5 separate regions of the Sus scrofa genome follow, and all the other regions are linked to region 5. Evidence: chromatin contacts called from public Hi-C and HiChIP or PLAC-seq data. All regions are on one chromosome and are shown on one strand. Each heading gives the region's core, a stretch centred on a gene start, on an enhancer-like site or on the middle of the called end of the contact. The rest is flanking DNA. Distances are from core to core; before and after follow the strand shown.

Region 1 (5,230 bases), core at 452-2,951, 850 kb after region 5:
TGCCACCCTCAGCTGCTCAAGCTCCATCCGGGCCTCCAAACGTGTCTCTATGTGTCCCTCCCTCAGTGTAAGGGCCATCTTGCCTCTAGTCCCATGGCCACCCCCTCATCAGCACCCCCTCAGCCCTTCCCCACACAGTATGTAGCATGTGCTTTGGAAATATCTGATTATTTCACTCTAATCACCTCTTACATATTTTGAGATTTGACAAAGTTTTCTAGGCTTTTCTTGGCCAACAGGGTTTCCCCAAACTGGTTTCAGCCTACCCTCAAAGCCTTGGTGGTCACCCGTGTGCACACGTGCATGCTGCCCGCACGTGCGCATGCGCGGAGGGCGCCCATCTGGTTTCTTCACATGTGCGATTATTTACAGAGTGTATCTGCGCTTGGGAGACGACACTTTCCCCATTTCTTAAACTCATCCTATACAGGTTTTCTGTCCTTTTCCCTTTGTGGACAGCGCCTCCAGGGCAGAGTGAAGACCCTCATAAGTTCTCTATGTTCCTGCCTAAAGGGGGGGGGGGGGGGGCGGCGGAGATGACACCTTCTTTGAGTGGGGGTGGGGATCACCCATCTCTGGCATCCGCGTTCAGTCCAGCGGTCCAGTGTGCCTGCCGCAGGATGGCGAGGTCGGATACCCCATGCTGTGTTCTGAACACACTGGAAGCTGCCTTGTCACCCCCAGAGCCACCAAGTTGTGCCCATAAGCCCCAACAGCAGCTGCGCAGCATCCCCCGGGAAAGCAGGAGCTGCTTTGCCTCCTTACTTTGCCTCTTAAACTCCCCACTCAACTCTTTGCTGGCCGAACATGCCTTCCACGTGGTCAGCGAAACAGAGAAAAAGCCCAGAGTTAGGCTCCCACCTGGCATCCTGGAGACTGCAGGCCACTGTCAGAGGCCACACTCGTCCCTCAGGGATGGGGTGGGGAGGGGAGGCTCACTCCCAGGGGGTGACTGGACTTCCCTGGGGTGGGGGACAAACACCCAGGGCCCAGGGACGTCTGCCCTCTCCCTCCTGCCTTCTCAAAAGCGACCCTGCCCTTAAATAATCAGGACTTCTGTTTCTTGGGGGGAGTCTCGCTTGGCTTAGAAGGTGGTTGTTTTTTCTCTTCCACTTTAATGAACCAAGTATTTGGGAAATTAGCTCACAGAGTCATGCCAGCGCCACCAAATTAGAGCCATCTGTACAGATAAAACACTTAGGAGCTTTTGTGCCACTGCGGGCGAGATGTATGGCTCATTCAGTCTCCGAGGGCGCACTTTCGCCCTGAGTTTCTTTTTTTTCCCCCCCTAACACAGAAGAAGCTTCAGTCAGCAGCGTAGGAAACAGGAAGGAAGCCGTTGTTTTAAATAGCAGACGGCAGAGAATTGACTCATTATGGTCTGTTCATTCAGCCAGTGACAGCCAGAAGGCAGCCCGCTCCGCCCCCACATTCCCAAGACGCAGGTCAGGGGGCACGGTCGGGATTTTCTCACAGAGTCTGGAAGAATCCCGGGCAAGCCCTTTGGAAAAGAACTGGCGAAGTCCAAGGTTTCTGTCTTGCCAGGGATAGAACATGTCCAACCTGAACGTCTTGAAGATAATGAGACAAACACAAGAACGCCAGTAAAATCCTACAAGAATACCCGGAAGTTAGACATCCTGTGTTTCCCTTCCTCATCCTGATTTACTCCACCGTGTAGGGCCCACACGCTTTCAAGCCTCCTTTCTCATCTTGGCAACCGTCTATTTTCACTTCTCTGGGCTGGAGAGTCCTTGGCTCAGGGCCGTGAGGCAGCACGAGGGGGTGGCCTCTGCAGGGACAGGGGCCCCTCTGAAAGACAGGAAGAGTCCCCCCCCACCCCAGCCACCGATCCACCCTGGCCCAGGGCTGCTGCTGGGCTCAGGAGCCCACACGTTAATCTGTCTCAAATCCACCATTGTGACAGCCAAGCACACAAATTCGTCCACCCAGAGCCTTCGTGACCTCTGGATTTCATTCTTTTTTAAGTGTCTTGTGTTGTTTTTGATGTTCAGATTGGAATCCAGGTGTCTGATGGCACCTGAAGGAGATGAGAACATTAGGCCCTGGGCTACCCCAGCTCACACCTCCCTCCAGTGTTGGTGTTTCCTTAGTCCCAGGAGAACCAGGGTCACCACCTAATCTCCAACAGATGAGCCTGGGGGCCTTGACCCTGCCCTGCCTAAATTCTCCATCCAAGCCTCCCCAGCTGGGAAGGCCCACAGTCCCATGGCTCATCGGCCCTGAGCATCATGCCCCCCAACCCAGGCAACATCTGTCATGGCTCAGAGAGCCAGGTGGGCTCCTGTTTACACCTGAAACCGATGCTGATTCCTGTCAACAACAGGAGTGATCAAAACATTACTCCAAGAGTGATGGTTGTGGCTCAGCAGTAACGAACCCAACTAGCATCCATGACGATGCAGGTTTGATCCCTGGCCTCGCTCAGTGGGTTAAGGATCTGATGTTGCTGTGAGCTGTGGTGTACGTCACAGATGCAGCGCAGATTTCACGTTGCTGTGACTGTGGCACAGGCTTCAGCTGCAGCTCCGATTCACCCCCTAGCCTGGGAATTTCCATATGCCACAGGTACAGCCCTAAGAAGCAAAAAAAAAAAAAAAAAAAAAAAAAAAAGCGTTACTCCAAATGTTAGAACCCTGGAAACTCATGGCCGCAGGGTACACAGCATCTTCAAGTGGAAATGTTTCCCTGCTTTGGCCTCTTTCTAGAACATGCCCCACAGTTCAGGTTCCCAGTATATTCAGGAGGTGAGCTGAAATCCTGGAGACTGAGGATGGGGAAAGCCTTCTCCATGTTCATTTTCTTCAAAGCCATTTCACAAGCCTACAGGTGTCAGTATAAGCCAAAGAATGGATCTTGTCACAGATGAAAAGTTAGAGTGATCCTATCATTTATTGAATAAATCTGGACACTGATGAGAGTGACAAGGAAAACTATTAGGAATTGTGCCCAAACCCCAAGGATAAAGGGTTCCAGGCAAACTGGGTCGTACAGTCACACTATAAACTGTGACCATACTGTTCAAATTGGTGCTGGCTCCAAGGCTGGACAGCCATTTGGTTTCTTTGGGAGTTTTTTGATTGGTTTTGGTTTTTATTTTCTTTTTCAGCCCTACCTGTGGCATATGGAAGTTCCCAGGCCAGGGATCAAATCCAAGCCAGAGCTGCAACCTACGCTGCAGCTGCAGCAGCACCAGATTCTTAACCCACTGCACCCAGCCAAGGACTGAACCGGCACCTCCACAGAGACAAGCCAGATCATCCACCCACTGCGCCACAGCGGGAACTCCCTTTTTGTTGTTGTTGTTTTTTGGCCGCCCTGCAGCATATGGAGTTTCCTGGGCCAGGGATCAGATCCAAACCATATTTGCAACAATGCCAGATCCTTAACCCACAGTGCCAGGCCTGGTGTCTTTTTAATACAACATTCAAGTGACCCTAAGTTGAATTGGTAGAGGAGGTTGAGAAGGGTAAAGAAGATGGGGCTCAGCCACCACAGCTTGCTGACAGAAATGTGGGGGTCAGGGATGGGGGAGAAAGGGGAGTCATTCATCCCAGAAAAAGGGAGCTCTGCTACAGCTTGGAGAAAACCAGGTTCCTTTTCTTGTCTAAGCTGCTAGCTGCTCTCTGCAAAGTAACTGAGTTCTGCCAGTGTCCCGTCTAGCCTCAAAACCCAGCGGAATCCTGAGTCCTGAGGTTGGATTCTCAAGCCAGCCTCTGTGGCATCTATCAGAAGACAGACAGGTCTGCCCCACTCACTGGTTCTTGGCTTTTGGTCTGAAGATCCAGGCAGAAGGCCTTCTCCACCACCCTTTGTTTTTTTTTTTTTTTTTTGTTTGGGGGTGGGTTGTTTGTTTGTTTGTTTCCTTTTTCTTTTTATGGCCATACCTGCGGCATGTGGAAGTTCCCAGGCTAGCAGTCAAATCAGAATCGGAGCTGCAGGTGCCACTTACACTACAGCCACAGCAACGCAGGACTTGAGACGTGTCTGCAACCTCACTGCTCAGGGCAACGCTGGATCCTTAACCCACTGAGCAAGGCCAGGGATTGAACCCGCATCCTCATGGATCCTAGTCAGGTTCATGACCACTGAGCCACCATGAGAACTCCCTCCACCATCCTGTCTAACTGACACAGCGGCAGATTCCCTGCTCCAGATGTTCTTGTCCTGAGCAAGGCTAGAGGCTGAGATGCCCTCTCCTTCTAGGCCTCCCATTAACACCGCCGGCTAGCAGGTTTGTAAAAGACAGCTTTTTCAGAGGCAAGTTGTCTGAAGTAATTATAATTTAACTTTTCTCTCCTCAGGCGCCCCTCCGCCCAAGTGAAAACGTTTTGACCATTTGATGGGAATGCCTTCATTCACTTGAAAAAGGTTATTCATTTCATGGGCAGAAACACTCAACTGGCCTCCAAAACAGTATTCTGTAACAGGCCTTATCCTCAACCTTGAGGCAAAAATGATATGGAAACAACATTGAAATTATCCAACTGGTTTGAAGATATAATTATTCTTCTAGAAACAGGGTACATGCCTGCAGGATCCAAGAAAACTCCTTTATATTTCATAACAGTACTTGGGGGGGGGGAGAATCCCCTTTGTAGCCATAAAAAGAAACAAGGAACAAGCATATGTTTCATAGTCTCATATAAATATGACTGAATAATAGAGTAGAACCTAAAACCAGTTTTTCTCTAGAGTTAATTCTCTCACATTGCTCTTTCATTTCCCCTGGGTAAAGTTTTGTTGGTGGCCGTTATCACAGTCTCTTATTAGATTTTGCTTTGTTCTTATGTTTATTTCCATCATGGTGTTCCATAAAGTTTTGATAAATATATAAGGTCATAAGAAGCATCAAATTCTACTAATAAATATAAATGGCTTAAATTTTCCCAAAGCCTCAAATTAAACTGAAAAGCAAAATCTAAAATGTTTCTGCTTATGAAATTTATATCTAAAACATAAGCAATGACATCCTGCTGTATTAGCACAGGGAACTATACCCAGTGACTTGGGATGGAACATGATGGAGGATAATGTAAGAAAAAGAATATATATATATAATTGGCTGGGGCACTTTGCTATACAGTAGAAACTGACAGAACACTTTAAATCATCTATAATGGGAAAAAATTAAAATCATAAATAAATAAATAAATAAATAAATAAATAGAAGAGGAGCTCCCGTCATGGCTCAGTGGAAACGAATCTG
Region 2 (5,387 bases), core at 775-3,274, 600 kb after region 5:
TATACTACTTCCTGCCATTGTTGGATCTATTTGGGAAGAAGAGAAATATTCCTACCTTAGCATGATTGGTTCCAGCTCCAGCCACACAGGGTAGGGTAAGCTGTGCATGGGTGGTGGTGAGAACCCTGAGGATGGTTGAGAAAAGCTTGCCAGCCCAGGGATTAGCAGTGGTGTCAGCAGGTTCTAGAAGATGTAGGTAGCCACGCAACATGGAGGGGTACTCTCCTGGTATGTCCAGGTGCCTTCAGATATGATACATTCGTGGCTGTTATTGGCAGGGGCCAGACATGAGTGGCTTAGGGCAACCATGTGTTAATATTAACCCACCAACAATTTAAAATTAGACTGCTGGAAACAAATACATTATTACAATTTAAATGTGACATTTGTACCTGAATTCAGCCTTCTGCCCTCAAGCAAAATTGAGTATCTATCCTTCCTCTAGCTTAAGGCCTTTAGTCTCTCTAGTCTCCCTCATTTAGGAATAGCTGGGTAGAGTTTGCCTGGAAGAAGTTCTTTTTCCTCTTTGTGTAATGGCCTTCATTTCTGTTTTTATCTGTTTGGTTTTTACGTTAAGAACCAGCTTAGGGGAACAAGCTTAGATGTCATCTTCTTGCTAAAGCATTTTCAGTTCTAGAAACATGCCATCAGTGTCCATCCTTGAGAAACTTAATCCTTCTTTTCTCTCTTTGTTCTTGGGTTGTAGATACTTATGTCAGTTACACCCACAATGATGTATTATAATAACTTATTTAATATGTTTGTCTATCCTACTAGTGAGATCCCTGATGATAGAAATTGGTTTCTTCATTTACTTAACTATAGTGTCTGACCTATAACAGGTGCTCAATTAATATTTTAAATCAGTGAATGAATCAATCATTGCCCCAACCCAAGTCAAAGAATTTCCACCCAGTATTGGTGACTTCAGGTGACCATGTCTGATTCCCTCAGATACAAACACTGACCCTTTAGACCTATTTCTCACTTTGTTTTGTGGTCTTACTAACCATCCTTTCTGTAGCTGGTTTGGTTATTCTGGCCTATAGTTCTCTGCTTTTTTTTTTTTCCCTTCCCCTCATACCCACCCCCAGCCCACTGACCAGCATGTCTTAATGCCGTAAGAACCAGTCTTCCAAATACATGTTATGGCTGGGACAAAGTCCTTCTATCTGGAAGCCCTGTAAGTCACTCCAGAAAGTATAGAAAAACCAGAGTGTTTGGCATAGGGTGAAGCATTGCCAAGGGGCTGTATTATAATTCTTCACATTTGAGTGAACTTCCAAAGGTAAGAAATAGAAGAATAGGAACTATCATGTCAGCATCCTTAGGTTTGGGGTATAGACCAAAGAAGATCTTTGGAAATCCCCACGTTTTGGAATGTACACTATATTCCTAAGGTTACAAATGCAGAATAATTTTAAGGTTGTATAGTATTTTTACTACTAAGGAAACTAGTTTTATATTCATACTTGACAGAACACTGAAAGTATCTTTAGATTATCATCTCTGCTGAAGATCCTTATATATTTAATTGTTGAAAACAGCATTAAAGAGGGTGCGGTAGTAGCATCATTAGAAATACAGCCTTGGAAAAAAATAACTTCTATATCAGAAACAGTCTTTTTAATGTGAGAATTAATTCTGTAAAATATTGATGACTGTATCTCAGGAGTATAGAATTAAGATAATTTTATATGGATGACAATGCTGAATTAATTTCAGAAAGCTCCATGTAGCTCTTCTTCTGGAGTGCTGACAGAAGGCAGCCTCATGATTTTCTCTGTGGTCAACCATTTTCTCTTGGTACTTACCTTGTCAGAAGCTGTCTGTCTGACTACAATTAACTAAAAGTTTCTGTTCAAAAAAGAATCTATTTTGGATGGAAAACAAAGTCCAGGAGGTGAATAACTTTTTATTATGCAAGAAATAATGTTTTTTAAGCTAACGGTTCTAAAACCAGACAAAGGAAATGAATGATTCAGTAAAAATAGAGACATGCATGTGGTTTTTTAAGATTGTAAAACATGCTAATATGCATGCTTTTCTAACTTCTTTCCTGTTTTCAAATTATTCTGGTAAGAAGAGTTTATGCAGTAGGTTTATACTCCAAAAGAGTTGTGTTACTGTATAATATAAATGCATAAGGATCAATGCTCAGGAACTAAGTAGTTGCAAACCTCTAAATTATCTCTTCCCCAAATGTAATTTTTATCAATGAGCAGGCACACTGTAGGAAGACATGGAAATGGGAAAAATTTGGTTATGTAGCAAGTTTGTTCACACAGAAAACTTCAGGATTTTTAGTCTGAAAACTTCATGGGAAATCTTAAAATAGTCAAATAAAGGCAAATCTGATTGTAATTATTTGAAATCACATGTTCTTCAGGCCCAGTCTTTTGATTCTGTTGGTCTTAAGTTCTTAAATGAGGGGTTTTGGTAGTGGACTACTCCCATTTCAGCAGGTACTGTGATCATAGAAAACTCTTCTGGAATAATGGGGGTACTTTAGATTTTTCTTTGAGATTCTATAATGATCAGTCATTATAAAGAACACTTGGTACAAAGCTAAATTGTTACTTTTTTCTTGTTTCCATTCTTTGTTTTATTTGAGCCAGTTGGTTTCAGCCTAACCTTTTAGATCCTTGCCTTCTAAGTGGTACTTTGTCACCTTGTTCTCAGTCTTAATTTTTTTCTGAAAACTATTCTGTCCCTCTGATAAAACATTTTATACCTTCTTCTCTAACACGTTTACATAAATTCACATTGAAAAAATACAGTTAGGTTATCACCTGTGTGGAGTGATTAATAGCCAATGGCATCATCGGTAACCCTATACATTTTCCTTGTAGACTAGTCTTAATCATGAATTTGCATAGCGTTGTTTTGGGTTGATCAGCAAATTGATTTTTATATTTTACTTTTATTATACCAAGAACAATGCCTGAATTCTCAGTAATGAAATTTGTTGGGGAGGGTTTTTTTTTTTGTTGTTGTTTTTTTTAAGCTTCTGGGTTGCAGTGGTGCTACAATTTAGTTACTCCACTGAATCCACACAGATGCACACTTGACATAGTAATAAAAGGTGTGGTTAGCTTTCTTTGTGTTGAGTATTTGAGCAATACACAATTATGTTGTGTGTTAGGATTTCAGTTCCGTATGTACAAGAATATTTACTACCTTCTTTGTTTCGTTTCAGAATGACCTTATTTTAAAATGTATGAGGCTATTTATAATCAACTCTGTGGCAGTGATTAAAGAGGTGTGAATAATAGGTTATTGGAACTTGACAGCTCCTGGTTTGCTAAACTCGTGTTAGAATGGTTATGCTGCTCACATGGACTTTATTTTTCAAAGGTGGGAATTTCTTTTTTGACATGTGGGTTATTGCTATAATATATTCCATAGGTTTTTCTCTTTCAGTGGTTTACCAAATCATAATATTTTATTGATTTATTTTATGTCTTAAAACTTCTTCAGCCTATGAATCAACATTTTATGTTTAATAACAACAACCTTAGTGTAGGTTATCAATCACACAGTCAGTATAGACAGAGGATTGTTCCTTAAGCACAACATTTGGCCATCTAGCTGAATCTTTCCTGTGCAATAAACACAATCAAGATTTCATTTTTTTAATTGGAGGGAAAAAAACCATTTCTTACAGAAAATCAAAATATTTGGTAGGTTGATTTTTAGCAATTACTACTTTGGGAGAAATGTCAGTACAGCTGAAGAAATTTGAGGTGGCGCAGTATATCCAAAAAACAAGAGTTGTGTACTTGGTGTCTCAGTAAACCTTTATTAATTCTAAATTCAGGGGAGTTCCCGTCTTGGCTCAGCAGCTAAGAAACCTGACTAGCATCCATGAGGACGCAGGTTTGATCCCTGGCCTTGCTCAGTGGGTTAAGGATCTGGTGTTGCCATGAGCTGTGGTGTAGGTCACAGCCGCGGCTTGGATCCTGCATTGCTCTGGCTGTGCCATAGGCCGACGGCTACCAGCTCCAGTTGGACCCTTAGCCTGGGAACCTTCATATGCCACAGGTGCAGCCCTTAAAAAAAAAAAAATCTAAATACAAAGACCAGAAAACATGAATTTGAATTAACCAGAATTAGCCTAGACAGTATTTTTATTTCAGAATAAAAGGAAATGTAGTAAAGTATTTTAAAAATATGAGTAATTTTTGAGTAAGCCAGTAATCAACCTGGTGATTTCCCCCACTGTAATCAGATTCAGAGCACTTTGTCATCTGGTAACATCAGAAATACATTCAAGACTTAGCACTAAGATGTGTATCAGTGCTACAACTCGGGTATCCCTGCAAATCAGGAGGTATGAGTTTGACAGAAGTACAGTAGGGAGGGAGTTGCTGTTGTGAATCAGTGGGTCAAGGACCCAACAGGTTCAATCCCTGGCCTCACTCAGTGGGTCAAGGAAGCGGTGTTGCTACAAGCTGCTGTGTAGATCTCAGACGCGGCTCGGATCCTCTGTTGCAGTGGCTGTGGGATAGCCTGCATCTGCAGCTCTGATTTGACCCTGGCTCAAGAACTTCCATGTGCCTGAAGTGTAGCCAAAAAAAAAAAAAAAAAAAAAAACCCAAAAATTTAAGTTAAAAAAGTACGGTGGGGACAGACAAGCTTCATAGAGAACACAGTTTAGGGAAATAATAATAAAAAATTGCTATGTATATACAATTACAGTAAACCTGAGCAGTTCTTTAATCTCAAAAACCCTGCATTGCTCAGCATGACAGACTTCCTCCACTAAATAATTCCTTGCTTGACCCACTTTTCTCAGTTGTGATCTGCAGCAACAGAATCTTCGGCAAAGTTTGAATTATGTAAATTGTGTCCATTTTAAAGTGTTTTCTTTTCCTTTTTATTGAAGTATAGTTGATTTACAGTGTTGTGTTCAAGTTTTTAAACTCTCCGGCTTAAAGCTTTCTCACTTGATTTTCCCCTTGTTTCAACTTTTTGAGTACGAAAAATTAAGTGTATCGGCTTGCATTTGGATGGTACTTAAGGGCGTATTTTTCTAGAACTGAACATCTACCCATGTACTGAGAAATTGGAATACAAATGTTTACCGAAGGATGGACTAATTGTTTAATTGTATCAAACAGAATTGTGTGCATACCTGTAAATAGTACAAAGGTCTTATGAAAAGTTAAATATGAAATTGACAGCACCTAGGAAAAGACTTATATTTATCCCAGGAATACATGGTACTTTGGAGAGAACTCCAGAGGCTGCTCTTAATCCTTGCTTTCCTAATTACTCAGTGTGCAGGTAAATAGTTTGCTTCTAACTTCACTGCACTTCATACGCCTTTTTCTTCCAAAGTGAGAAGAATACCGACTCTACAGTCTCACAGTATATTTTTCTGA
Region 3 (4,839 bases), core at 421-2,920, 810 kb after region 5:
CAAGTCTTAGCTATTGCACAGGGCGCCGCTATGAATGCTGGGGTGCATGTATCTTTCACCTTCACTTTTGATTAATATTATAACTCTAAGAAGATTATCATTATATCATCTTTTGATAGCTGTTGTTAGTACTGAGGAATCTGCCATCATTCATCGTTACTTTGTATGTGATCTTTTATCCCTTTGCTTTGCAGATTCTCTTTTATTTGTGTTTAATGGCTGCATTAGGAAGTTATCTAGGTGTGGATCATTTTTGTAATTATCCCACTTGGGATTCCCTGGAATTCTCCCATTGAGGATTCATATCTTTAATTAGTGAACCTTAAATAGTTCCTCTAATTCTTTCTCCTTGTTATCTCCTTCTGGAAATCTTACTAGATTTGCTTTGGACCTTTTCATTATCTTAAACTCCCTTTCACATTTTCCATCTTGTTTCTCTGCTGTGTTTTAGGTAATACCCTCTAATCTTCAGTTCAATAACCCTCCCCTCCAGTGGGCTATTGCAATGTCTAATCCATCCGTTGAATTTTTCATTCAACGAATACACTTCTCATTTCTGGAAGGTCTCTCTTGTTATTTTGCAAATATTCCTTTTTTTAATGGTTGCACCCATGGCATATGAAAGTTCCCAGGCCAGGGATTGAATTCGACTCTGAGCTGAGACCCAAGCCACAGCTGAAGCAATGCCAAATCCTTTCTCTTGCCTGGCCAGCTGGGCATTGAACCTAAGCCTCCACAGTGACCGAGCCGCTGAAGTTGGAGTCTTAGTCCACTGCACCACAGCAGGAACTCCTCTCCCTTCTTTCTTTATAGCAGCCTAAACTTTATGCCAGAACTTGATGCCTTCTAGTATGTTTTTAAGCATTTTTAGCATACTTCTTTTCCCTTGCTGATTGTGTCTTTATTATCTCAAGTTCTTGGGACTGGAATCTTGCTGTTTGTTGTGTCTGCTGACTTCTTGCTCACAGTGAATTATTTCATTGTATGTTTCCTAATTTTTTAAACTCATGAGCTCATCTTTAATGAGGCTTATTTTCTGAGAAGGCACAGTGGGACCAGTGTTGGAGTGTCGCTGCTGGATGATGATTTAGCAGCACAGGCATTCCAGGAGTGTCCACTTTGGGACAGACTGTTATGTTCATTTCTCTGCAAGGAGTTCCCTGAGTCTTGCAGAGATATTCGCATGTTGTCTGCATGGAGTAAAGACATGTTTTGGATGCCAAACCCACAAGCAAACCCAGGGCTTAATTCTCTCTAGAAAGACCATTTCCCTCACCTCAGGCTAAGCAGCTTTCTTATCTCCTCCCTGTGCTAAGAGACAGATGTCCTCTGATCGCCCTTTCCACTGAGAGCTCAGCTTTTCAAACGTCCTGACTCACTGCTCAGGATTCCAAGACTTGGTCTCCCGTCCTCAAACGGGTGTGAACCCCAAACCCCTAAGTTTGCTGGCACCGAAACCAAACTCCCGGGTCAGCGCATGGGCCCACGTCGCACTGAGTTTCAGTCTCGTCCTCGTTTCAGAAGCTCATGATCTCGACCATGCAATTTTTCAAGGGCTACGCGTAGCCAGAATTCCTGTGTGTTTGTGACAAGAGGGATTTCAAGTCTCTCAGTCCATCATCTTCCTGGAACTGAGAATTCTCCTCCACTGAGTCACGTGGCCATCTCCGGAGAAACATAATTTCGGAGTAATTCTGGGACTGTTTACACAGCTCCAAAACACATGAGTTAAGTTGAAAGCATTCGGCCAATCATCCAGATGTTTGTGTCCACAATGCCAAATATCCAGATGTGGGCCCAATTCATCTGCTATTTCCAAACATAATAAACTCACATTATGAAAGCGCATTGCTATTTCACAAACTCAGGGATCCCGTGGGTATAATCCTGTCCCTCACTGGCCGAGACTAATTATATTAGCGCACATAACTTTCATTCAATCGTGTAGACGTTCTAATGCTGTAATTTGTTTCCTTGTTGTTCTTGTTATTCTTAGCTGTTGTTTTTTTTCATGAGACAGTCTTGAGGTCAATAACTATTTGTTAAAACCCTTGGCTGAGAATGAAAAGAATAAAAAACCACTCTGCCCCTGGAGGCTACTAAAATCTAATTATATTTATTTATTCACCTCTCCATTCAATACTTTTTTATGCTCAGACACCGTGTTCCTGGGGAAACAGTGATAAACAAGACAGACTCCCAGCCTTTGTGAGGTGGACCATTTAGTGGGACACAAACAATCACATAAGTAACATAATAAGAACAGTCACAAACGTTATGTAGAAAAGGAGACTTGTTAGTGGTGGCCCTTCTGCGATTCTCATATCTTATGATATCACGTACATGTGGAATCTAAACTATGACACCAATCTAAACTATGAACCTGTCTACAAAACAGAAGACTCACAGACATAGACATGACTTGGGGTTGCCAAGGGGGAAGGGGGAGGAAGTGGGATGGACTAGGAGTCTGGGGTTCATAGATGCAAACTATGACACTTAGAATGGATAAGCAAGGAGGTCCTGCTGTACATGATTGAAGACAGTATGAAAGAAGACTTTCCATGTATGATCAGATCACTTTGCTGTAGAACAAAAACTGACACAACACTAAATCAACTATACGTTGATTTAAAAAAATAAATATTTAAGGAAAGAAAAGTAAAAGTGCAGTGGCAGTATCATACCTAGTCTCGATTTAGTTTAAGGATCCAAGGGATGGCCTCCCTTAAAAGGGGACTGAGTTGTGACCTGAGGGGTACAGACAAAGAGCTAGGAAAGAAAGTTCCAGACTAAGGAATCAGGGGAAGGTCTGTGGGAGGGCCTGCGGCCAAAGGATGTCAAGAGTTGAAAGAACACAGAGTGTCAGTGTGGGAGTTCCCATTGCAGCTCAGCAGGTTAAGAACCTGACTAGTATCCATGAGGATGTGGGTTTGATCCCTGGCTGCCCTCAGTGGGTTAAGGACCCAGTGTTGCCACAAGCTGCAGTGTAGGTCACAGCTGGGGCTCCAATTCGACCCCTAACCCCCCAGGAACTTCCATATGCCACAGGTGCAGCCATTAAAAGACAGAGAGGGAGTTCTCACTGTGGCTCAGCAGTTAGTGAACCCGACTAGCATCCATGAGGATGGGGGTTCGATTCCTGGCCTTGCTCAGTGGGTTAAGGTTCTGGCATTGCCATGAGCTGTGGCGTAGGTTGCAGACGCAGCTCGGATCTTGAGTTGCTGTGGCTCTGGCGTAGGCCAGTGGTTACAGTTCCGATTGGACCCTTAGCCTGGCAACCTCCATGCCATGGGTGCTGCCCTAAAAAAGACAAAAAAAAAAAAAAAAAAAAAAAAGAGAGAGAGAGAGGGAGAGAGTGTGTGTCAGTGTGGCCAGGAGTGTCGTCAGGATGCTGGTGTGGAAAACCTGGAAACAGAGGTTGGCATCGCATTAGGTCTGAGTAGGACGAGGTGAGGACTTTGGATTTTCTTCTGAGAGCAGTAACGCCCCCAGCGAAGGGCTGGAGCAGAGGGATGCTGGGAAGAGAACCCCAGCTTCTGGGCAGGAAGGGGGACTTGGAAGGAAAGAGGTGAGCCGGAGGTGCCTAAGAGGAAGGTGGTGTAGAATAGGAGTTGATGGTGGCAACAGAGATGGGTGTGAGACAGCTCACATCAGTCAGGGGTTTTTTTTTTTTTCCACCTGCAGCAGATGGAAGTTCCCAGGTTAGAAGTGGAACTGGAGCTGCAGCTGCCGGCCTGAGCCACAGCCAGTCACAGCAATACGGGATCTGAGCCACATCTGCGACCTACACCACAGCTTGTGGCAACACAGGATCCTATCCCACTGAGTGGGTCCGGGGACCCAACCCACATCCTCATGGACAGTATGTTAGGTTCTTAACTCACTGAGCCACAGCAGGAAGTCCTCAGAGCTGAGATTTAGTGATGGAGATGGGAGCATGGGAAGGGACAGCATCCAGCCTGGTTCTGGCACGAGTGGCTGGGAACACAGAGGCATCATTACTCAGACAGGGAAGCCTGGAGCAGAGCCAGATGTTGGGGGAAAATCAGTTCATTTTTGGACATTCTAACTTTGAGATGAGCATGTGAATCAGGTAGCTTACCTGAAGCAGCACGATCTTCTTTATCACACTAGCCCTGAAAGCAGGATGTATGTGTCTGGAGCTCAGAAGAGGCGGGGGGAATAAATGCGGGTGTCAGGGGCAGGCGACTGGTATGTCAATCAAACCATGGAAGTGGCGGAGATCATGCGGGGAGGGCCTGTAGGCAGCGAGCAGGAGCCTTGATCATAGAAGACAAGGAATCCAATGTTTTTTAAAAGACTGAATTAGGGGTCTCTAAAGTGGGGAGAAACAGGAGAGCGGGGTGTCATGCAATCCCAGAGATAAGAGGGTTGGAGGAGTGATCAACTTTTTGTCAAAAACTTGAACTTTTTTTTCTTTTTTCTTTTTAGGGCTGCACCAGCAGTATATGGAAGTTCCTGGGCTAGAGTAGAATTGGAGCTGCAGCTGCCAGCCCACACCACAGCTTGTGGCAATGCGGGATCCTTAACCCATTGAGCGAGGCCAGGAATCGAACCCAAACCCTCATGGACTCTATGTTGGGTTCTTAAACCGCAACCCTGGATGGAGAGCCGCATCTGCCAACTACACCACAACCCTGGATGGAGAGCCGCATCTGCCAACTACACCACAACCCTGGATGGAGAGCCGCATCTGCCAACTGCACCACAGCTTGTGGCAATGCGGGATCCTTAACCCATTGAGTGAGGCCAGGAATCGAACCCAAACCCTCATGGACTCTATGTTGGGTTCTTAAACCGCTGAACCACAATGGG
Region 4 (5,544 bases), core at 18-2,517, 740 kb after region 5:
GGATTGGGGGTCAATTCTCAGGCGTGTTCTACGTGATCTCCCAGAGGGCCTCCAGGGGGACTGACTGGGCCCCACTGCCCACAGCAGTAACCTATCCATTCCTGGACCTTGTCCTGCTGAACTTGCAGCGTGCTTCTTGGATCGCCTCTGGGAAAAACTATTCACAGCTCTTGTTTCCGATATTGCTTTGGGAGGAATACAAACTACATAATGAATTTTTCCGTGTTATTCCTAAGACCGATGGGGGAGAAAATGAAGTCCACTGGCTCTCAAAAGCTGCCCACAGACCTAGGATTTATAAACCAGCATCAAAATTTAAAACATCCATACATTCTGACCCAGTAATTCTACTTCAAGAAGTTGACCTTAAGAAAACTAACAGGCTAGGTGCAAAAAATGTAGGTAGAAGGATGTCTGTCGCCATGTAGAAGAGTAAAAAATTGTAAAGAAATTTAAATTTCCAGCAACACCAAATTGGCTAATAAATTATAGTAATCCTATGTTGCCCTTAGAAATAATAATACAGAGTTTTCTCTATCTTTCCAGGTCTGTGGTGAGTTAAGTGAAAATGCAGGCGACAAACATCATATGCACCATAATTTTTGTAACTAGTACACCCCTAGGTGTGGGCATAATTTGGAAGAATGATAACAAAATGTTAACAGTGGTCCGTTATTTTGGGGTGGAAAGATGGGGAGGGTGTAGATCAGATTGTGTTCAGTTCCTTCTTTTCATCTTTTTGAATTAAAAAAAGAAATTACACTTTTTTAAAAGGTTAGTACAACCTTTACAACTTCTTTAAAAATTGTAAAAAGAAGTCAGGGGCCTCAGCCACGTAGAACTGAATTCCACAGCCAACACGCCTGTCCTCCCAACAGGAGCTACTGGTCTCACCAGCTAGGGCGCTGGAACAGACCCACAGAAGGGAACCGTCCCACCCAGCCCGGGCCAACACTGGGCAGCGGCTGTTCTAAGCGAGTCAGCAGATCTGGCTGCTAACTGGCAGCCAGGGGAGAGCCCCGCGCATCACGTGTCCTGCCTGTGTGGCCCCGTCTGACTCAGAAGAAAAGCGCGCGGCCCTGCATCCAGGTTTGGGGGTCGCATGTCGAGCTCGGTCGCGCGCCCTCTCCCTGCAGATCCCCCCCATACCCGCCCGCCTGGACCCCCAGCTGGCACTCAGTAGGTCACTTTCCCATGTGCTGCACGTTCAAGAGTTCGCTATTCCCACGGGAAGAGCTCGTTGCCATGGCGATGAGAGCCTTCCCACCCCGGGACCCGCCCAGGAGGCCGAATCCTTCCCCGCCCGGCCTCCTGACCAGCCCCGCCAGGTGGAGAGGGTTGCAGGCTCCAGATTCTTAAGGGCTGGGGTCAGTAATGAAGGACCCAGGTCAGAGGGAAGGGAAGGGAGGTTTTTATTACAAGCCTTCTGGCCACTCTGCCCTTTGCTCCCCGCACCAGAGGCAAATGTCCTATCTGATTCTGGGGCATTTGGGTGGAGACGTCGGCCGCTTTCCCTCTCAGCGTCTTCCAAGAACGCCAGGGCATCTGTTAAAGTTTCTGGAATGCAGCACACTGGAATGAAGCTTTAACCCAGCAGCCCCGAACTAAAAGTCCGTGAGGGGTCGGGGTAGGAGGAGGGGGTATCGACCTGTTCGCGCCCCCACCCCCCCCCACCCCGCCTCGGGTGGGTAGCAGGGAGGAGGGGCTTCCTGTGTCGCACTGTAGCACTGTGTGGGCCAGGGCGATCAAGGGCGGAGTCGGTGGAAAAGGAGGGGGATGTTTGGGGGCGGGATGGGGCGGGGGGGGGGGGGGGGGGAATGTCTGAAGCTCGGCCACACCCAGCGGGAGGCGGTGCTCGAGACCTAGACCGAGGGAGGTGGGGAAGAGGGAGGGAGGTCACTGGCGCCTGCTCACTGGGGCCCCGCCCCACCACCCTGGCCACGCCCACTCCCCCAATTTCCCGGGGCTCCCCGGGTGCAGGAGGAGGAACCAAGTCTCCCGTTACTCACCACAGGTGGCTGCACAGGGGAAAGCTCCAAGCATATCACTGACTGGCTTGGAAAGTCTTTCATCTCTGCAACAGCAGCAGCAGCAACAGCTCTTGGATTAACTGTGTCTCCTGACTTTTGCGCCTCCAGCCATCACCACGCTGCAGATCCCTGGATGCCTGCTGGCTCCTATCGAGGGGTACCCCCTTTCCCTCGCCTTCTTCCCTCCTCCTGCTGCCTCCCCCGTGCCTTAAGCCTGGGGGACGAGGGATCACAATGAACCTTAGATTTTCCCAAGAGTTTTTTTTCTCCAGGCTCTCTGTGTACCCTCTCCCCGCACCCCACATCTTGTATTTTCCTTCACCTACCCTCTCCCTCACTTTAGGTCTATATATACCCACAGGCCTCTCCCCTCCCCTTCCATCACCAGGCCAGTGAGTCAGCTCACCCAAGAGGCAAGTGCCAGCGCAGTGGGACAGCTGCCCACTGGGCCCAGAAGAGAAAGGTTTCAGGGGCAGCAGGCCTCGTGCAAATAGTGCTTTTGACAACTCCAGGCATCGAGTTTCACGAGTAAGCCAAATGTAGAAAGGATTAGCTGTTTCGCCCAATAAGCCCACATCTGTAGTTACATTCTAACAGGGATAAAATTACCCTGGTTATTAATCCTTCTGCTTTAGGGAATAAGCTGATCACCAGGCAGGGTCAGGAACAAAACCCTGCCTCCGCTCCTGCCAGCCTCCCCTCACCCCCATCCTTACCTGCTCCACCTCTTACGGTGTATGGTTTCCCATTTCAGTCTGGACACCAAGTTCAAGGCCACCACCTGAGGTGCCTCTGAGATGGGACAGCTGCCGTCTGTGGTAGGGGGGACATCCATTCAGTCACATAAGTATGCATGCAGAATCTACTGGGAGCAAGACGTCATGGGTCTCCACTGCGGCAGAACCAAAGATGATTCTTGCACCGCCCCTGTCTTTTTCAAGCCCAGAAAAAGCTGAAGTGGTTGGTCAGAAACTGTATGTGGTTTCTGGGACTTCCTGCCCTGAGGCGCCCCAGGTGTATCCGATGGCCTCGGGGACTGCAGTTGGGGTGTGGGCAGTATTTCCTAGCCTGCTGCCAGGGAGCAATGGAGCCATTTCCTCGAGCATCCATGGGTGTGACCTCTCCCTCCAGGACCAGCAGGAGAGGCGAGCTGTGTTTCCTTCTCTGGTCTGTTCTATTTATTTATTTATTTAGTCTTTTTACCTTTTCTAGGGCTGCTTCCCGCGGTATATGGAGGTTCCCAGGCTAGGGGTCTAATTGGAGCTGAAGCCACTGGCTTACGCCAGAGCCACAGCAACACGGGATCCGAGTCGCATCTGCAACCTACACCACAGGTCACAGCAGCACCGGATCCTTAACCCACTGAGCAAGGCCAGGGATTGAACCCAAAACCTCATGGTTCCTAGTTGGATTTGTTAAACAACCCTGGTCAGTTCTCTTTAGATCTCATATCTGCAGGCACTAGACACTTCCAGATTTTCCCTGGGTGGGACTGACAGGAGAGAAGTAGGTTGAGAGCCAGGGTGATCAACAGGCCTGAAACTGCAACACACAAAAAAGTGACATCCCTAAGGGGCCATGTTCCCCAGTCACTTCAGCCCTTGACCAAGTACCTGCTGACTGACCAAGTGACCCAGCACTCAAACTGGGACCTCTGAATAATGAAGAGGTGTCATCCATGAAAAGACAGGTGCTGGGCATTGCTGATGATTAGAGAAATGCAAATCAAAACTATAATCAGATACCACCTCACACTGATCAAAATGGCCATAATTAAAATAAAAAGTCTACAGGGGTTCTCTTGTGGCACAGTAAGTTAAGGATCCGGAGTTGTCACTGCAGTGGCTTGGGTTGCTGCTGTGGCACAGGTTTCGTCCCTGGCTTGGGAATTTCCACATGCTGAAGGTACAGACAAAAAAAAAAGAAAAAGTCTCTACAAATAGCAAGTGCTGGAGAGGGTGTGGAGACAAGGGATCCCACCTACACTGTTGGAAAGAATGTAAATTGGTGCAGCTACTATGAAGAACAGCATGGAAGTTCCTCAAAAAAAAAAAAGGGGAGTTCCCGTCGTGGTTCAGCAGAAATGAATCCGCTCATGGACTAGCTTCCATGAGGATGCAGGTTCAATACCTGGCCTTGCTCGGTGGGTTAAGGATCCAGGCTTGCAGTGAGCTGTGGTATAGATTGCAGATGTGGCTCAGATCTGGTGTTGCTGTGGCTGTGGCGTAGGCCAGTGGCTACAGCTCCAATTTGACCCCTAGCCTGGGAGCGTCCATATGCCACGAGTACAACCCTAAAAAGACAAAAAACAAAAACAGAAACAAAAAAACTAAAAATGGAGTTGACGTAAGATCCACCAATCCCACTCCTGGGTATATATCCTGACAAAACCGTAACTTGAAAAGATACATGCACCCCAATGTTCATAGCAGCACTATTCACAATAGCCAAAACATGGAAACAACCTAAATATCCACCAATAGATGAATGGATGATAAATATATGGTACATATACACGGTGGAATACTACTGAGCCATAAAAAAGAATGAAATAATGCCATTTGCATCAACATGGACGGATTTAGAGATTATCACATTAAGTGAAGTCAAAGAAAAGCAAATGTCATATGATACCACTTATATGTGAAATCTAATAAAAATGATACAAAAGAGCTTATTTATAAAACAGATACAAATGCAGATTTCAAAATTAAATTTATGATTACCAAAGGGGAAACTGGGGGGGGGAGGGGTAAATTGGGGGATGGGATTTCCATATACACACTACTATGTGGAGAATAGATAACTGACAAGGACCTGCTGTACCGCACAGAGAAATCTACTCAATATTCTGTAATAACCCATGGGGAAAAAAAAGAATGGAGACTATATATGTTTAACTGATTCGCTTTGCTGTACACCTGAAACCAGCACAACATTGTAAGTTAACTACATGCCAATAAATTTTTTTAAATAGTATATATACATATATATACATAGCTGAATCACTTTGCTGTGTAATAAAATGAACACAACATTGTAAATCAACTATACATCAATTAAAATTTAAAAAAACATAAGAACCAACACATAGACACATGTACACAGAAAGAAAGGAAAGAGGTTCCATGGATAATTACATAGAACTTTCCTGAGCAAACTAGGATGTGTTCACCTCCCCCCAGGATCATCTCCCCTGGGAAGGGCCATGACAAGGACACCACTGAGACACAATAGTGTGTCAGCTCCTCCCTGATGACTTCCCTGTGTCCCCATCTGTGGGCAGGTCTCCACCTGCCTCAGCCCTGCCCTCTCCTCTGCCGCGTACCTGAGTGCCTGTATTTCCACTCTCCAGAGTTGGAAGAGCCCAACAATCTGGTTTTTGTTTTGTTTTGTTTTTATTGGTGCTGGGTCCAGGATCCTGGTAGATAAGGAAGACTGTCATCAACTGCGCTCACTAAGTGAATAAATCTGGATTGATCCCAGTGCACAGTGATGCTGTCTACCCTTGACC
Region 5 (4,873 bases), core at 618-3,117:
CCACCCTACACAGCCAGGCAGGGGTTGGATCTCAGAGTCACTAAGATCATCTGCCCTTCCCCCCTTTTGCGGAGACCAATAAAGGCCATACCTCAGAGACAGAGCCAAGAAGAGGGGTGTTGGGTGGGAGACTGGAGGGAGCGAGAGAGAGCAAGAAGAGGCATCTCAAAATGTTCCCTGCCGGAAATGAACTGGTCCCCCAAGCAGAGCTCTTGCCGGGGCCTGAAGAAGCTGAACGCAGCATCCTGCTGACGCCAGTGGTTCTCCAATTAGGTAATAAGCAACAGGAGGCAAATGCTGTTTCCTGGGAGGAAAACAGTGTAGGGCTTCAGACAGAGACCTGGGCCTCCTGCTGCTGCCGCTGCAGAGGAGAAACAGGGTTTCTTTCATTCAGCTCATGGGCCAGCAAGAGACTTGGTCTGCACAGCCCCGATCCAGGGCCTGCCGGTAACAGCTGGTGGGCCAGCCTCCTTGCAGTTCAGAGGGGAGCTTTGCCCACTGACCCTCGGAAGTGGAGAGGGTCCCAGGTGGAATTGTTACGGCACAAATGACCCGCCTGATGGAGTGATTGGGTAGCCAGGTGGCTTCTGGGTGTCCTCGCAAATATTTGGTTTCAAGGAACGGGGTCCCGTTACACAGCTCAATAGCTGGAGGCTCCAAGGGCTGCAGCAGTAAGCCTTGTCCCCTTCTTGTCCCCCAGCCGTCAGCAGACAGCCCATAAAAAATGCGGGGCTCGTGTTCACACAGGGGGCTGTTGGTTTTATGGGCTGGGGGAAGGGAGGCTGCCCTGGAGTCTCAATTAAACGGGTCTCAGCTGCCAGGGACACAGCAATCATGGAGGGACACCTGGGTCCAGGGGGGCCTACAGGGACTTGATGTTCCGTGGGGGTGCCCTACTCACCCATGAAATGTGCACATTGTCCCTCTCCTGCCTCCCAGAGCCACCAGCTCCCCACCTCCTAGTCCCACCACACAGACGGCCCCTGCCCTTGAAACATGGCCGGCAGTGCTGGGTTCTGCCCTCCTGGACCTCGGGCTGGGCCTCCTCTTTGCTTTCCTCCCTCGGTAGAAGCACACATACCCTTGGGAAAAGGTTACTGGTTCACTCTCAAACAGGTGCCTGAATTATATCTCTTCAAGGGCATTTTCCATTCAGTTGAGGGCCCAGCCTTCAATCCCAGGAATAGGTCTCTTACCATGGAATGCCCTAGTGGATGGCATGAAAGGGGAGCCTCCTGTCCCCTATACTCTAAGCTCTTTTAGGGGAAAGGAGGACTTCAACCCGAGGTGGGGGCTCCTCTGTGAGCCTGACTCTATTCTGGGCCCCCTTGATCTCTAAAGGCAGCTTGTTTAGCATCTTGGAGAAGGATACGAGGAAAGGCTTGGAGGATGCTGGGCACCAGGTGGCGCTATTGCCCAGGACCGTCTAGTTGCCCTCAGAGGGGCGGTGGCGGCGGGGGAGGGGGCCTGGAGCAGCTGGAACTGCACTGGTTAAGAGGGGGTGCAGCCGTGGTGCGGGGGCGCTTCTAGTCGCGAGTTCCTAACTCAGCGGTAACTGGAGGGCGGAGCTTAAAGAATGAGTCGCAAATTCTTCCCCAATCCCTGTCATAAAGCCCTGTGACTCTGATTCCCGGGGTGGGGTGATGGGCTGGGGCCGGACCAAGGACAGACTTCTATTGTGGTCCTTGGGGGTGGGGCAGGACACTGCTCTTTTCAGGTTCAAGCAGAGGGGTCCCAGGAGGTTAACTGGGCACTGTACGTGCGCTCTTTCCAGGAGCGTAAACCCAGCTCCAGAGGCGCCCGGTCCGCGGCTCCCAGGGCGGATCCGAGCGGGTCGCGCGGCGCATCCCCGGGGCGGAGCTGCCCGCGCAGCTGCGCTCCCACCCCCGCCCCCTGGTCTGGAAAAAGCAAAAGCATCTCTAGGTGCTGTGCTTTCTTCACGTAGTGATTACCACGTGTCAGAGAGAAACTGCTGCTTTCTGTATAACCACAGACCACTTCGGAGAACAGGACTGGGGATCAAAAAGGAAAACTACTTCAAAACAAAATGCTGCAGGCTGCCTTTTTCCTCCTCCCTTTCTCTCTCATTTTTTTTTTTTTCCGGGGCGGGGGTGGGGGTGGGAGGAAGGATTAAAAAAACAAACAAAAAAGTAAGTCCGCATCTTCTCGCAACTGCAGCTGATTTCCTGTGTAAACGAAAACCATGTGATATTCCATAAATGCTTCCAGCTTTAAATGACAGGAAATGAAAACCATCACGGAAAAGGACAACTTCGGAATAAATCCCCAGTGCAGATATCATTACGGCGACATATCAGGGGGACGGTCGTCGGGCCGCCTGCACATCCCCGCAGGTCATTAGAGGGGCTGCTAAAGGGGGCCGGGCGCCGGGGGCAGCTCCCCCCGAAGTGTTCCTTCTGCGGGAGAAATGGGGCGGCGGCGATCACACCCCGGCGCAGCGCCCGGCAACTGGGCTTTCAATTAGGGACCGAGCTGGGAAAAGCAGTCTTTTCTTTCCGCACGCCTCGCCGGGGTCAGGTCACGACCCCTCCACCGTGTTCAATCGGCAGTGCCATCCATATGCATGAAGGCTAATTAACTCTGAAAGGCCCGGCTGGCGGGGCCCTCCCTGCCGCGCAGGGGTGGGGTGGGATGGCGCCCCCCCGAACACTCACGCCCACCCCGTCCTCTCCCGGGAGGCCCAACCTCTGCAGCTGCTCCCGCGCTGGCCGAGTGCACACGTGTGCGCACGGAGCGCGCTACTCCGCCGCGCGGGGCTGGCTGGGCCAGGGAATTAGACGCGTCATTTGTCGCCAGCCTAGCAACACGTGCTGATTTATCCTGATGGCTCCCGCCTGGCCCCAGCGCCCACCGCGGGCCCAAAGTAGGAAAGGGATGCTTTTCAGGTTCAGGGACCAGGACTCTAGCCCCAACCCTCGCTGCCTGTGGGAGGGAGCCTGGGTGAGTCACGCCAGCTCTCTGGGTTCCCTGCCTTTGCTCAGCTCTCACGTGAGGTTGTTGGGCTGGAAAATCAGTCGAGTACCAAAGATAAATCCCGAGAGATCTATGCAGCTGCCACATTTTCCCCAGCTCAGAGTATTTTTCGGTTTCCCAGTTCATGACAAGCCAGGAGGTGCCTCGGTTTCCACGGGGTGGAATCTGGGGTGACCTTTTCTATTTCTTTCTGTATCAGTTGCAACTCTTTGGCTTCAGAGTTTTCAAAAAGACCTTGAACTAGCAAACTAGAGAAAATTTATTTTACTGAGTGTTTGCTTGTGGACCCACAACCTAGGATGCGCCAAGCTCAGTTCCCACTTTCTCCTTCACTCACCTTCTCTTTATTTTTGCTGCTTTGATTTTGTTAGCCCACTGGCTTCCTCTAGGCCTGTTTCACAGTCCACCTGGCACAGGAGACGGACGGTCCCATTCAACAGATGGGCTCAGAGCAGCCGGAGTGAGCTGCAGGGCCTCGTTTCAGACACAAAGTCTCAGATTGGCCCAGCTTGGGTCACGTGCCAGATCCTGGTCCAATCAACTTCAAGGAGTCAGTCCCATGATACAAACATGGCTGCCACAAGCCCACCCCTGTGGATACGGGAGAATGAAGGGGTGGGGGGGACCAGATGTGCAAAAGGTTGTCTTCTGTGCTAAATCAAAGCATGATTTCGACCAGATCACCTTATAATAAAGAAGAGGAGGGGCAGGAGTCCTTATACAGATTTCAGGGGTACCAGGAAAAACATGCCTGCCTTTCTTCAGCATCAAGCAGAAGTTAGGCGAGAAGTCACAGGCCCCACTAAGATTGTAGAGGAGAAGAAGCTGACTTTCTTAGAGGGACTTATGTGGCCTGGGCCTGAGGAAGGGTGGGGACTGCCAGGAGGAGAGGTGACACAGTGCCTCCTGGTCTGATCAGACCTCCTCTCAGATCAGACCACCTGAGGGCAGATCAGGTTGGGAAGTGAAACACTCAGAGCCCTTGGTCATAAAAAATAAAACCTACCTTGACTAGTTCAGCAGAAAATGGATTCATTATGTGTATTAGTCAGGACCGGCTAACCTTATCACAGCACCCAAATCAAAGTGGCTTAATACAATAAGAGGCTTATTTGGAGACACAGTCCTATCAGGGGAGATTCAAGGGCTCAAGCTGCTTTTTTCTAGTGGCTCCACCATTGTCTAGGGACCTTGTGTCTTCCATGGGATGGATTTTCTACTTCCTTCTGGGAGGTAAGAGCACAGAGAATGGCTCTGGGGGTTTTAGGGACCAGGCATGGAAGTGCATCACTTCTGTCCATGTTCCATTAGTCAGAAGGCAGCAGTCATGTGGCCACACACAAAAGCAAGGAAGGCTGGGAAAGGCAGTCCAGCTCTGTGGGTACCCAAGGATGGAGAGAAAATGGGTCTGGTGAGCTTCTAGGCTTTCCCTTCCTCCGACAGGTGGGAGGAAGAGCTGGAACTGAACTTCCAAGAGCATTCCCAAAGCCCAGCCTCAGACTCCAGGAATAGAGAGCGGTGGCCTCTGCACGAGGCACCCAGTGCCCCATACCTGCTTGGTCGCACATGCCACCTCTGCTTGCACTAATGAAACTTCCTGTCCCATTGACCTTGCAATGTCTGGGAAACAGCTGCCACCACTGACAGCCGGATGTCTCTGCCATGGACGAAAACACTTTTAAGGAAGTGGGGAGGTACTAGCAGACCGCTCCCCTCCTCTTCCCTCTTCCTTCCTCCAACGCCCCCCCCCCCCTTAGGTTATTTACTTCCAAATTCAGGTCTTGCTTGGGAGTATTTGAAGGGTCAAGACTTTCTCCTTCCTTCAGGGAAGGCTGGGAATTCAAGTTCTGACTTTTATTCCGAGAAGGCAGGACTTGTT

Evidence for each region. Hi-C and Micro-C count contacts between places; a contact is called where the count stands out from the background. HiChIP or PLAC-seq counts read pairs in DNA pulled down with a chosen protein or histone mark.
Region 1: a contact with region 5 is called in an H3K27ac HiChIP or PLAC-seq map of skeletal muscle. The contact joins two enhancer-like sites. A contact is called at or near these places in 5 of 47 Hi-C or Micro-C datasets (brain, embryonic fibroblasts, fetal heart ventricle and 2 more) and 2 of 2 datasets of contacts at active chromatin or transcription factors (alveolar macrophages and skeletal muscle).
Region 2: a Hi-C map of embryonic fibroblasts shows a contact between it and region 5, with 1.7 times the contacts expected there. The contact joins two enhancer-like sites. A contact is called at or near these places in 2 of 47 Hi-C or Micro-C datasets (embryonic fibroblasts and heart right ventricle) and 1 of 2 datasets of contacts at active chromatin or transcription factors (skeletal muscle).
Region 3: a contact with region 5 is called in an H3K27ac HiChIP or PLAC-seq map of skeletal muscle, with 15 times the contacts expected there. The contact joins two enhancer-like sites. A contact is called at or near these places in 2 of 47 Hi-C or Micro-C datasets (embryonic fibroblasts and heart right ventricle) and 1 of 2 datasets of contacts at active chromatin or transcription factors (skeletal muscle).
Region 4: an H3K27ac HiChIP or PLAC-seq map of skeletal muscle shows a contact between it and region 5, with 7 times the contacts expected there. The contact joins two enhancer-like sites. A contact is called at or near these places in 3 of 47 Hi-C or Micro-C datasets (embryonic fibroblasts, fetal heart ventricle and skeletal muscle) and 1 of 2 datasets of contacts at active chromatin or transcription factors (skeletal muscle).

What each region holds. Positions count from the first base shown.
Region 1 is chr10:42,372,135-42,377,364 of Sscrofa11.1, forward strand. No RefSeq gene overlaps it. Among named protein-coding and RNA genes, the nearest start is that of ARHGAP12, 200 kb to the right of the region's middle. Within about 2 kb of position 1,702, at least 51 of the 83 cell types and tissues checked have an H3K27ac peak or open chromatin away from gene starts, as enhancers often do. A contact at or near this core is called in alveolar macrophages, brain, liver and 1 more, where this site is marked.
Region 2 is chr10:42,118,902-42,124,288 of Sscrofa11.1, forward strand. All of the region lies in intron 1 of ZEB1 (zinc finger E-box-binding homeobox 1), which reads left to right. Among named protein-coding and RNA genes, the nearest start is that of ZNF438, 110 kb to the left of the region's middle. Within about 2 kb of position 2,025, at least 2 of the 83 cell types and tissues checked have an H3K27ac peak or open chromatin away from gene starts, as enhancers often do. A contact at or near this core is called in embryonic fibroblasts, where this site is marked.
Region 3 is chr10:42,326,016-42,330,854 of Sscrofa11.1, forward strand. No RefSeq gene overlaps it. Among named protein-coding and RNA genes, the nearest start is that of ARHGAP12, 250 kb to the right of the region's middle. Within about 2 kb of position 1,671, at least 24 of the 83 cell types and tissues checked have an H3K27ac peak or open chromatin away from gene starts, as enhancers often do. A contact at or near this core is called in skeletal muscle, where this site is marked.
Region 4 is chr10:42,259,209-42,264,752 of Sscrofa11.1, forward strand. LOC102164518 (a long non-coding RNA gene) reads right to left here. Exons shown (of 6, transcript XR_305912.3): 3 at 5,359-5,544; 4 at 2,747-2,843; 5 at 2,010-2,244. Among named protein-coding and RNA genes, the nearest start is that of ZNF438, 250 kb to the left of the region's middle. Within about 2 kb of position 1,268, at least 69 of the 83 cell types and tissues checked have an H3K27ac peak or open chromatin away from gene starts, as enhancers often do. A contact at or near this core is called in embryonic fibroblasts and skeletal muscle, where this site is marked.
Region 5 is chr10:41,519,729-41,524,601 of Sscrofa11.1, forward strand. LOC110255684 (a long non-coding RNA gene) reads right to left here. Exons shown (of 3, transcript XR_002336333.1): 2 at 3,332-4,873. Among named protein-coding and RNA genes, the nearest start is that of SVIL, 350 kb to the left of the region's middle. Within about 2 kb of position 1,868, at least 59 of the 83 cell types and tissues checked have an H3K27ac peak or open chromatin away from gene starts, as enhancers often do. A contact at or near this core is called in alveolar macrophages, brain, embryonic fibroblasts and 2 more, where this site is marked.